2 separate regions of the Mus musculus genome follow, and region 2 is linked to region 1. The links are chromatin contacts, called in public HiChIP or PLAC-seq maps. All regions are on one chromosome and are shown on one strand. The core of a region is the stretch at or near the end of the contact, and the rest is flanking DNA. Distances in the headings are between cores, read along the strand shown. Region 1 overlaps Rapgef4 (Rap guanine nucleotide exchange factor (GEF) 4). Region 2 overlaps Map3k20 (mitogen-activated protein kinase kinase kinase 20).

Evidence for each region. HiChIP or PLAC-seq counts read pairs in DNA pulled down with a chosen protein or histone mark.
Region 2: a contact with region 1 is called in an H3K27ac HiChIP or PLAC-seq map of heart atrium, with 16 read pairs. The contact joins two enhancer-like sites. A contact is called at or near these places in 3 of 39 promoter capture datasets (the C10 cell line, embryonic stem cells and liver), 3 of 484 Hi-C or Micro-C datasets (erythroblasts, nephron progenitors and olfactory sensory neurons), 3 of 115 datasets of contacts at active chromatin or transcription factors (bone marrow-derived macrophages, heart atrium and microglia) and 2 of 9 other capture datasets (adipose tissue and liver).

What each region holds. Positions count from the first base shown.
Region 1 is chr2:72,234,104-72,237,370 of GRCm38.p6, reverse strand. Rapgef4 (Rap guanine nucleotide exchange factor (GEF) 4) reads right to left here. Exons shown (of 31, transcript NM_001204165.1): 24 at 3,169-3,267; 25 at 2,585-2,763. Among named protein-coding and RNA genes, the nearest start is that of Map3k20, 50 kb to the left of the region's middle. Within about 2 kb of position 1,955, at least 65 of the 459 cell types and tissues checked have an H3K27ac peak or open chromatin away from gene starts, as enhancers often do. A contact at or near this core is called in adipose tissue, bone marrow-derived macrophages and heart atrium, where this site is marked.
Region 2 is chr2:72,364,882-72,368,284 of GRCm38.p6, reverse strand. The region is part of intron 4 of Map3k20 (mitogen-activated protein kinase kinase kinase 20); the gene reads right to left. Among named protein-coding and RNA genes, the nearest start is that of Gm52556, 15 kb to the right of the region's middle. Within about 2 kb of position 1,289, at least 72 of the 459 cell types and tissues checked have an H3K27ac peak or open chromatin away from gene starts, as enhancers often do. A contact at or near this core is called in adipose tissue, bone marrow-derived macrophages and heart atrium, where this site is marked.

The DNA of each region.
Region 1 (3,267 bases), core at 706-3,205:
AAAAAATTAAAGGCATTTTAGAATTTAATGAAAATGAAGGCACATCATACCCAAATTTATGGGACACAATGAAAGCAGTGGTAAGAGGAAAACTCATAACTCTGAGTGCCTCCAAAAAGAAACTGGAGAGAGCACACACTAGCAGCTTGACAGTACATCTGAAAGCTCTAGTGCAAAAAGAAGCAAACACACCCAAGAGGAGTAGACGGCAGGAAATAATCAAACTCAGGGCTGAAATCAACCAAATAGAAACAAAAAGAACTATACAAAGAATCAACAAAACCAGGAGCTGGTTCTTTGAGAATAGCAACAAGATAGATAAATCCTTAGCCAGCCTAACCAGATTGCTCAGAGACAGTATCCAAATTATAAATTCAGAAATGAAAAGGGAGACCTAACAATGAAATATATCTTAAAATAATTATTGTTTGAAAATATTAAAATCATGTTCTACAAAATAAAAGTAAATAAATAATGTTTGAACAAAACATTTTTGCAGAAGGCTCATTGAATGGTTGCTTTGGCTGCTCATATTCAACTCAAAAAGTAGCCACGAGCCGTTCTTCATAGGTCGTGGCGGTGGGGAAATGCACTTTAGAGGAGTTATGGTGGATCGGCTCACACACGAGAAAGCAAGCAAGGATGTCACAATGCTAGGGTAGTGGCTCCCAGAACAAGGGCCGGCATCTCCACCTGCATCACTGGCCTTTGCCTTGTGTGGGTGACTTGGAGATAATAAATCCAGAGCGGCAGACCTGCTCCATTTGCAGCTTTGCTTATCATTCAAGGCAAGCCAGGAGATGACTTCCTGTCTCGGTTTTTTCTCCTGTGAATACAGGACTAAAGCACCTACCCCAGCTTTGCCTCTTTAATTTTGCTAAGCTCCAGACTGGGCCAAGAACTTAAAAGAAAATGCTGCAGCTTTTCTAAAGACAGCAAGCAAAACAGATGCTATTGTCTACCTCAGTGGCTCTCAACCTTCCTAATGCTGTGACCCTTTAATACAGTTCCTCACGTTGTGGGGACCTCCGACCATAACGTTATTCTGTTGCTACTTCACAACAATCATTGTATGAATTGTAATGTAAATATCTGATACGCAAGATTCCTGATATGTGACCCCCAAACGGATCGAGACCCAAAGGCTGAAAACCACTGGTCTAGAGGCTTCTGTCTATTCCTGTAGACTCAGGGTTAGGAAAGCCTAGAGTCTGTACTAACTGGGTTGAGTGAACAGGTTCATGGCGGGACAGCAGCCTCAGCACAGGGCTGAATATGGCTAAATAGTCAGCTGATTTGCAGGAAAGGCCAAGTCTACCTGTATAATACAGAGAGTCAGGAAGATAGGGGATACATTACAAAGGCAGAAACAAACAAACAAAACAAACTCCTGGGTGTTTTGAGAGCCTTTTCTGTGTTGCCTGCTCTGTTGTAAACTGACAGGCAGGTCCTCTCTTCCTTCCTGCTGCACTTGGCACCAGCAGGCTAAGGTGAAGAGAGAACAAGCTCTCTATGATGGGAAAGCTCACCCTGTCATAGTTTCCATAAGCCACTCATTCCAAACACATGAAGGCATCTGCTCACTGCACAGAGGCCGCCTGACCGCGCCGCTAGGGAAAGTGGCCGCACCAAACCTGTCTTCAAACAGCCAGCTTTCCCAAAAGGCAAGGCAAGCAGCTCCTGGATTCAAAGGATCTGGTATTCTATTGTCTCCTCGAAATCTGGCAAAACAACTCAAGGCATTTGGCAAGCTGGCTTCTATAAAACACCAAGCCGCTTTCCCTTCTTTGTTTAGCTCTGGAAATCAAGAGAGTGTGTGGGATCTGAACTGTTTGGCTCAAGAAAACGCCTGGCTGGGGTCGCTCATTCTCCTAACCTCCCCGAGCTCGGGCTCTGCATTTAGAAAGGGAAGGAGTCTCGCAGCACAAGCCACATTTAGCTTTTTTATTTTTAGCACTGTGGTGATACCAAAAACATGGAAGTAAACAGGAGGTTGTCAAGCATATCTAAATAGCAGGAGAAGATTAAATTCATGTCAGGGAGAAACCTAACTGGCCCCTGCAGTAAATAAATTGTTTCCCAAGAAGTGCTTTTAAATAGAATATTTATAAGATGTTTGCTTTCTCTGATGTGCATGGAGATGATTTCCTAGTGCCAGGTTAGCTGGCCTGTATGCGTTTTACTGATTTTATTCTGCCTGAGCTGTGAGCTGTTGTTCCAGCATGTTCTACTGCCCTCTACTGGTGAGAACGTGTTATGTGCCACATCGGCTTCCAGAGCCTTGCAACCAAAGTTTCTAAAGGAACTTTTGTTGACTTCAATAGCATTCTTCAAAGGGGGGTGGGGGTGGGGGAAATCTGAAGAGTTCAGAGCAAAACACACCCCCCCCTTTGACTCCAGCATCAGTACTACAAGATGTTAATTTATATATTGATGTTAACTATTAAAAAGCTAGAAGACATTCTTCTCTTTCAAGAATTCAACTGCTGGTTGTTCTTACACCCGTTTCTCTTTGTAAGGTGTTTTCCATGAGAACAGAGTTCAGGGACATTTTTATTCTTTCTCCAAAGTTAAAGACACTTACTGAGCCGCTATCTTGATAAATTTTTTCAAAAGCTGAACACGTTTGCTGAGCTGGGAACAAAGGCAGACCTCAGTGACAACCCAAAACTGAATTTCATTAAACCTCCTCAGGAACAAATCCAAGTTTGCCGTGGTCTTTTTAAAATTATGCCTTCCAAATGTGTGGTAGATTAGCTCCAGCTAGAACAGAAAGGAAAACAATTTTACTTATTTGTTGGCTTTTAAATCAAAACGCCAGCCTGGCTCCTCCGTTTGTCAGGAAAGTGTTCTATCAAGCAGCAGATGTGAATTCAATCGCTAACCCGGATGTACCTTGTCATATAGATTTGAAGGGCTTTCATGAAGCTTGTGGAATATATAAATATAAACTAGGTGTTATTGGCTTAATAGACTCTGGAAGACATAGCATAGCATCACAGAGATTTTTTTTTTCTTTAATACTTACGGGTTTTATAAGCTCAGCATGCACAAAACCCATCATGTGGTTTCCATATGGTAGCACACGGAAACATGAGTGGCGTCAGGCCAGCAGGCTTCACTCAGAATCCTATGGAGCCCATGGACGCTCCTTGCTGGGCGTCTTACCTCATGCACACAGTTGAAGAGTTCCCAATCGTAGGTTGTCATCTGGTACGCCAGGTCTTTCGAGCTCATCAGCTCAAATGTTCCCACTGTCCCAGTGGT
Region 2 (3,403 bases), core at 40-2,539, 130 kb before region 1:
GAAAAATCGCATATGTCTACATTAGTAACAATATCTTTAGCTAAGCTGATACAGGACCTCACTTCTTACAGTAGCTAACAAGGACACCGTGATTTTCTCAAACTCATGCACAGAGCACAGATTGACCATAATGGCCCCTGAGCATCCACTACCAAGTGCATGTGCTGTCCGCCCAGGCTTAGGCTCTGTGGTGCTCAACTTGGATATCTGTGGCCACTGAGCTAGCTGCAGCACTGTCACTTTTCCGCCGGGCCTGGGAGAGGACAGAACTGTGTGGTGTGCAGCTGGTCCACTGATGAGCAAAGGCATTGCGATCCTCTAATAGATGTGCAATACTTACAAAACATTTTTTCTTCTCAGAAGAATAAAATGCCAAATTTACTCTGATAAATGTATGATATGAGTTAATGTACTCTATCTACTGGGTGCATCAGATGTAGATAATTCTATTGATTTGAATGAGAAACTATACTTTAAGATATATTTCATGGTTACTCCTTAAAAGTGTTCAGTCTTTTCTGTTCCAGGCAAAGACAGAATATAGGAAAAACATATTTCTACGCAGTACTTCCTTTCATCTCATGTCCTCTTTCTCAAACAGTGGAGGGAACAGTCCTTCCTCACACCAAAGCCAACAGGATCCCCATTGTTTTTTATGAGATGCCCACCAAAGTAATTTAGTAAGTGTCCTTGGTTTCTCTTTAAGTACATAGAACACTACAATTTTATGAGGAGAATTTATTAATAGCAACTCTCCCTCAACTACTCTGGTTATTATATATTGAGGAATCAAAAGAACAAAGAAAATAACAAAAAGGTTTTAACTCTTGTTACTTAATGATATCACTGAAGAGAGTCAAGTTAACAGAAGTAGTAGCAACTTAAATGACCTTAAGTGATGTAACTGGGATAAAGGGTCTCATTTAATAGCAAGTTCTCCATATTCAAGCTGTGCAGCTCAATGGCTGCTGCTTACATGGTACTTAGTAGTCTACGTGACTGAATTTCATAGTTATGTCTTCCTTGCTTTAAACTCAAATTTCCAAATAATTTTCAGGTATGGTCTATTTGACTATGACTTGAAGCAAGACTAGATGGTTTTTGTACTTGCTGACAAAGATTTCAAAAGGGAATATTCGACGATAAAACCTTACAATGTAGACACTGCCTGACTCTGAGTCAAATTATCAGAAGCAAAAGTACTATAAATTAATGGTGCGCGGTGAGTTGTACCCAGCTCTGAAAACTTGATGTGCATCTACGTGCTGTAATCACAAAATTCCATTCAATCTGTTTTTTATGGAGTCTTCTGCTTTGTTTTTATTTCAAACCACCGAGAAGAATTGAAAAATGCTCTCTCCTGCTTCAAGTATTTGTGAATTATTAATATCTGACCAGTCCCACTGTGGAGGTTTGGGAGAGCTTTGGACTGAGGTGGGACTCAAGCTGGCCTGCTTTAATTGTCTGCTGTATACAATTGCAGAAGTTCTTGCTTCCCTCCTCCCCCTCCTCATCAGGAAGAGGATCCTTGCAGCTTTGAGGGCAGCTCTCAACAGCAAAGACGTTGAGCAATACCTATTTCCAAACGCATGAGTCAAATCTCAGAATGAATTATTCATTCTCTAATGTCTCAACATATTATTGCTTCAGTGACTTCAATCACGGTCAAACCAGAAGCGTACAGGCTGGATTTGAAGGAGAAACAAGAGTCAAGTTTTCCTATTTAATGTTTATATGTCACTGGAGGGGAAAGGGTTGAAATCAGTCGTAAAGTCTTGATTCCTTTTTCCTTTTGCAGACCATCTGAGATAATTCCCACATATTACATATCACTTAGGAATATGAGCAAAAGGGCCCATTTTCTGAGGGCGAACACATAAGAATTTGTCGTAGGGAATTAGTTCTCTAATCAGGCAAGAGGGATCTCATTAGCTTTGTGGACTTTTGCTCTTCCAACCTTCCTTCTCCGGCAACTCTGCTTCCAATCTGCTACTCAAATCTGTTCCTTCTCCTCCCCACTCTTCTTTAGCAGAGAGGCAGCTCTCTTGGGAGAGTGACAGCGTTACTCTGGAGCCAAGAGGTTTGGCTCTCAGATAGGACCATGTGACAGTCGACAGAGTGGGTGCTGCAGCTAGAACAGGAACACTAAGGAATCGAGAGCACAGCTGGAAGCTGTCACTTGATTTGTTTGCTATCTATCCACCCTAAGTACCATTAAGTAATAACAGGAGTGTAATTAGCTGAGCACCCAAGACGTACGTCAGTAAAGAGCTGTGAGGGCTGTTTCCATCTGTGTAGGTGCGTTTCCACAATGCTCAGGCAACTGCCAGTGTCAGCATGTCTCTTTGCCTACTCACAGGTGCTCCATGTGGGCTATGGACACTCACAGGTGCTCCCTGTGTGCTATGGGCACTCACAGGTGCTCCCTGTGTCCTATGGTCCTGCAGAGACGTGACAGTGATATTACATGAAAGCATCTTAAGAACATGGAATGTTAAGACAAGTTTATGATGTCCGATGAATGAATTCATAGCTAAGTTCATCATCACAGCTCAAGAATTAACTATCCCATCCAACCATCTTACAGGTAGCGACTGGCAGCATTGGTTTAAAACTTAGTTTGCTTTCTTTTACTTTTCCTGTTTGAGGAATTTGGTGGGTGCTAGCTAATCTTTACCTTTGCCATGAAAGCAAAATATAAGCGGCTTCCCTTATTGAATGGTAAGTGACTATATATTTGCTTTGTAAGAGACCTTTGTAGGAAGAGAGTGTTCCAATGCAAAGGTGTTAACCACCCAGCTAAAGTGCCAACCACTTCTGCCCAGAAGATCCCAGACCACAACTGTGACAACCACAGCCAGTTCTTAGAGAAAGGCGCTTGTAAGGCAATTCAAATAGCTCTGACTAAAACCTCAAAGTTCCCCGGTAGGAAAGTGCAAAAGAGGAGAAAAATTAATAGGATCTGAATGGCTTCACCTTTGCAGGAATTTCTGGGTAGGAGGAAGAATCAGGAACCTGGCTTGGGATTTTATATACTTAGAATAATAAGTTTCAAGGGGGGATATTCAAGTTCTACTACATATAAAATAAAGTCTGAGCTACCTTGCATGCAGGCCTGTGGTTGCTATTTTAGTACATTATTATGCATTCAAAACAGGCCCAATCCTACCATAAGTCACATTTTAGACACCTACGGAGAGACTTTCAGGACAACAGAACCACAAGTTTTCCATTTAATATGGTGAGTGAGTTTGTTAATTACAGTATCACCAAAAAAAAAAAAAAAAAAAAAAAAAAATCTCTGGCCTGAAACTTTCTGACTTTGTAAAACTTGATTTTGGGGGTTGATTAAGAAAACAGAGAAAGACAAAGGGAACTTAGTAATGGGAAGGCAATAACCTAA